Regions from separate parts of the Gossypium hirsutum genome. Here region 2 is linked to region 1. The links are chromatin contacts, called in public Hi-C maps. All regions are on one chromosome and are shown on one strand. The core of a region is the stretch at or near the end of the contact, and the rest is flanking DNA. Distances in the headings are between cores, read along the strand shown.

Evidence for each region. A called contact is a pair of places that touch in the nucleus more often than the background predicts.
Region 2: a contact with region 1 is called in a Hi-C map of leaf, with 1.9 times the contacts expected there. The contact joins the promoter of LOC107903712 here to the enhancer-like site in region 1. A contact is called at or near these places in 8 of 34 Hi-C or Micro-C datasets (fibers, hypocotyl and leaf).

The regions. Positions count from the first base shown.
Region 1 is chrA13:43,412,043-43,414,768 of Gossypium_hirsutum_v2.1, forward strand. No RefSeq gene overlaps it. Among protein-coding and RNA genes, the nearest start is that of LOC107903711, 4.7 kb to the left of the region's middle. Within about 2 kb of position 1,404, at least 4 of the 9 cell types and tissues checked have an H3K27ac peak or open chromatin away from gene starts, as enhancers often do. A contact at or near this core is called in fibers, hypocotyl and leaf, where this site is marked.
Region 2 is chrA13:43,461,888-43,464,613 of Gossypium_hirsutum_v2.1, forward strand. It overlaps LOC107903712 (auxin-induced protein 6B), which reads right to left and starts at 1,381. Exons shown (of 1, transcript XM_016829857.2): 1 at 437-1,381. The coding sequence starts at 1,198. The coding sequence ends at 740.

The DNA.
Region 1 (2,726 bases), core at 154-2,653:
TATTTCAAAATATATCACCCAACACTGCACCCTACAATCTCATGCTTTATTGCGTTGCCTCCTCAATCAAACCCTCTTTTTTACTAAATTAAAACAATAGGGGCAACCAGCTATTCTATTTTGGGATATTTTCTATTTAAGTCCTTCACTTTTAAATTTTATTTTAATTCTAATCTTTATTTAGTCCTTGCTTTTAATATCTTTGAACTTATTTTGGTTTCTTAAATTTTAGGATTCAATTTGTTGTATAATAATTTTGGTTGTGTCAATTAAAGATGGGAGTTTTAGAAAAATTAACTATTAATTATTTTACAATTAATTTATATTAAAAGAGACATGTAAATACATAAAATTAAAATTATTATACAACAAATTGAATCTTCACCACATAACTCTTGCCAATTAACCACAATAACAGCTCGACGATTAACTCTTGCCAAATGAACAACCTAAGCTCAGCTTTCAGTAGTCCAGAAGAACCCAACTCAAGTTAATAAACTCAAATGCATGAGCTGTTTAAATTATATCACTAATTCCCTTTGAAGTCACCCTGGCTGCTCTCAATTCAACCAAGTTAATTTTATTCTTTGATAAAAATAAAATTTGAATTAGTTTACAAACAAAATATTAGTCCAAGTATCAAACAGAACAATACTAATAATACTATCCTATCTTTTTTTATAAATTAGAGAATCAACAAATACCAAGATGAAAAGTATCTTAGCATGATTTCAAATTGCTACTCATAACAATGAAATTTTATTAATAAAAAACTTAAAACATTAACAACTGGCGGCTAACATTCCCCAGCTCCTTCTAAGAAAAAAATTCTTTTTTTGGTTTATTTATAGGATGAAAACTTAAAATTAAGGATAAAAGGGAAAATGAGCTGTCGCCCTAAAAAAAGAAAACGCTAAATAAAAAGCAAATTTTAAAATATAGGAAATTATTTACTTTCTCTTTTTAAGATAAATTTAATTATAATTGATCCTTTAGAGAGATATTTTCAAATAAAAAAAATCTTAAACACTAAAAGTCTTGTACTTACACAATAAATGTGTAAATTCAGGTTTTACCTTGTATTTTAACACTTCAAACATATATAAAAATATATCATCAAAGTATAAAAAAATAGACCAAAATGAATCAATAATACATAATATAATTGGTAACCAAGTTTTGAAGTTTTGTTTAAAAATGGTTTAGAATATTATGGAGTAGGCAGTAGCTATTATGAAAGTCCTTGAAAAGAATGAGTGGGGTTTGTGAGAGTGGGCATGGTGGGTCCACTTAGCATGCTAGTCAAGTAAAAAGTGCAACATTATCCCTTCAAAACTTAGCTGGTTATTGGCCTCAATGCATAGTCCAAGTTCATCTTTCAACTCGCATTTACATTACCAACCAAATTACTTCAATCTTTCAGCGATAAGACAGAGTCAGTTCCATCATAAATCATAAACCAACACCCATCACCACCAATTTGGCTTAATCAGTGTCGCCAGGGCCACCTCCCATTCCCATCCATGCTTTCAGCGGCCTCTAGACCCCAATAATTCATTCATAATTTTTTAAAATATTGTTTTATCATCTATAAACATCCTAACTCTTTTAGAATTTTGTAATTTCTTCTTCTAATAATATTATCTTTTAAGTTTAAATTTAATTCTCGTTCTAAAAATAAAATATATCTTACGAAGACATCCAATATATATTTCTATTCCGAATTATGATTTACTTCAATATTATAAAAATTCTATCCGTACCCAAAGTGAATTGATTTGAGATATAATTATGGTCTTAGCTAAAAGTTGAGATATAAATTTTTTTATTGTAGTATTAGTAGATTAAAATTGATAATAAGGTAAATTGTTATTGTTAAAGTGATAAGTGATTTTTTTTTATTGTTATTCGATTACATAATTAAAGTAGCATGAAAATTTATTAATTATATTTAAAAAATAATAAATTTATGTCTCAACTAAATACCTGAAATTTTAAAAGAATCATCACACCATCACTTTAACAACATCAACTAATGGTAATATCAATCTAGTTCTACTTATAATATTATAAATCGGAGAACATAATATAGATATTAAAATCAGAATTAGACGATAGGCACTGATACAGTGCTTTTCTAAATTGCTATTAGATAATGATAAATCTTTGAAAAAGAAAAAGTCTGTTCAAAGAGACATGTAACATCTTTCTTTGTACTGGGACTTGTTATTATGAAATCAAAACAAAAACATAAAAATCAAGGTTGTATGCCAAAACCTCAATTGATTGAAGGAGATGGATAATTTAGGTTGAGGGCCCTCTAAATTTAGACATTTTCCTTTTACTTGACTTGTGGAACAATAAAAAAATCTATCGAATGTGTTATCTTAATGGTAATTTGTTTTTTGGGAAGTAAACATGAAGTTGAGCATTTGGTTAAGCCATCAGTGAATTATTTATTAATTTTTTTAAAAAAAATCTAATAAGGAGGAAAAATGAGTTTCATTATTGTATTAATTTATAATTTTACAATTATAAATTAAAATTTTATCAAAAAAAATTTCATGCTATAATTTTGTCGGTTTTCAATAAGACGAAAATAGAATCTTATCAATTCGTGAGCCTCCTTAACCCAAACGAAATGTTAGCCCTAAAATACAAACCACTGTTTAATTCATTCAAATCAATTTTATTAAGCAAGAACATGCATTTATATGATTTGATTA
Region 2 (2,726 bases), core at 131-2,630, 50 kb after region 1:
TTTAGCATCTCGTACCATTACTAAATTTCCTTTTGTCAATATACATCATCATTATCCAACTTCAATTTCAAACACCAAGGATCTTAACCATTTAATTTTGAAATTTTCACCAGGCAAGTTTGATAAATTTTGTATATTCTTACTAATTATAAATTTATTTTAATTGAATCAAAAATTATTTATTCTTAAGCATTGTGGTTCCATTTTAAAGTATTATTCTCTTAACCTCTTTTAATGATAATTGCATTGTGGGTATCTAAAATTGCAATGCTAAAAGGTTCAACCCATCATTTGCAATTATAATGTATACCTTGTAGCTTTATATAAGTGAAACTATAAAAAAAATTTTAAAAAAAATTGCAATGCTCATATAAATTACAATTTATATTATATTCTCTCACAAAAAAATAAAAATTAAAAAAAAACAAATTATATATAATATCTCTAAAATTTCAAAAAATAATAACTCAAAGTCATTGGATTTACAATATGGAAATAATAAATAAATTATGCTTAAGCTTCGTCACTCTTTTCCACTCGGGATGACTCGGTAAAAACAATCCCTCTTTGCCATCTCCTTCATAATCATTGTAAGGAAAAGAACTTCAAAATTACCCACTAATCACTCTAATAAATCATAATGAAACCTAATCAACTCAGTAAAACTGTTAGCGCTTCCAACTCTGGTTGAGTCAACCAAGGAGGATCTGTCGTTTTTATTATATGCTTGCATTAGCTTTTAGTACACTGATTTATCGGCGACCCCATGAAGCAACGGTCGAGATTCGCCTAAACCCCCGAGTTTATTCTTCATGCCGACTTGGCAGCATCTCTGAAGAACCTCGAATGTGGAGAACCGGCCCGAGTCGGATCGGGATACGGCTCGGAGAATCTCCTCGAACAACGACTCGTCGCATGGGATGGTTAACGGTCCAACGTTGTTGAAACCGTACTCCTCTTCAGTTTGTACCAGGAGTTTTCTGAACATGGGGTGGTTAAGGTACGTCGCGCGTACGATAAATCTCCTGAGACTGGTGCCCACGCAGACCGCCACGTGTCCAGCAGGAACATCTGACGGCGCGTGTCCGTTATTGTTGTTGTTGGCCGTTATCCGGGCATTCCTTCGCCACTGCTTCAGCATTTGTCGGATCCGAACTATCTGACGAATTTTCTGGCATTTTCCCATTCCGTGATACATTCTTTTCCCAAGGAAGTGACAGAAAATGAGCAAGGAACGTTAAAAGGAAAAGAGAATACTTTCCGAGAAAGTGAGAGAAAGAAAAAAAGTGCAGTAGAAGAAGGAAGTCTTCGGTGGCGTGAGAAAAAATAAAATTTACTTGTGAGTTAAAAGTTTAGGGCGGAGGGAGGTATTATAAGGTCAAGGATAAGAGATATTGCCCTTGGACTTTGAGATAATTACGAGATTGTGTCTGCTGTTTCCATGGGTATCATGGCCATGTGATCCACAGTAAGGTAATGGGACTTTAGCTAGCTTTAATCCATTTTTTAATTCATTAAAGCATAATTTCTTTAGTGTTTAGTTAGTTTCTTGATAGTGGTGCATTATCTATTTATATTATTATTTAAATTTCTGATTTAAAATTTAATTGAGAAATAATTATTAATCTTCATAGCGTTTGTGTGGACTTCAATTGAATTGAAAAGAAATTGATAAATTAAATTTAAGGTAAATTTATATTTTGATCATTTAAGTTGTTAGGCTATTAAAATTGTTGTTATATGACTTTTTTTTTATCACATTGTCTACACCAATCGAAACATCTCATTCCCTTTCTCTTTTATAGTTTAATTTTTTTTCATGAAACAATTTTTAATGTTGCTAATTTGTGAAGCAAAATTCAAACAGTTTTCTTCTCTAATTTTCAACATTGACTGTCAAATTAACTTAGAGTTAATGTATGTTATTATACTTGTCGAGCGTATTGATCCACCGTATCGATTGTGGAACTATCGCTTGAAACTTACTAGTTAGACTTTTAAAAAGAAAAATACTTAATAATCCGGTGACTTGAATAAAATCTTCCAAATAATTTAATGACTTAAACCAAAACTTTTGAAAATTTCAGTAATCAATTTTAGCTTTTTGAAGTTAAGTGACCAAAATATAAACTCATTAATAATTTAATAAACTTGGTAGTTTATAAAAAAAATATGAGCTAAATTAATAAAAGAAAGAAAAATATATTAGTAGGAGTATATAATTAAAAATGTAAAAAGAGACTTTCCTAATTTTGCTCATGATCCCGAGTTTTTTATTGTACATATTTTTTTATATTAATTTTAATAAAAATTGCATGAGAAGTAGAGAAAAATATACAAGGAATAAATAAAGTGAAAAAAAATATTCTAATTACTTTTATATAAATAAAACAAACTTTTAATTTTTAACTTAGCCTTAAATAAGTTATTAATATAAAAAAAACAAGTTTAAAGGGAAGATGAAACAAAATAAATAAATACTTGATATTTAATAAAAAAAAAGCAGAGAACTTTTTAAAAAGTGAACTAATATGAGATTTTTTTATTTTTTATTTTAAGTATTGTAACCCTTTTTGACATTTGGTTGATAGTTATAATGATATGATTGGATTAGATTCTGTGTGTCTTTAAAATACAAAAACCTTGTATCATGTCAAAATCCTACTACTAACCTCCTCCATGCAACTACATTATTTTCCACTAACAATATATATAGAGTTAATTAA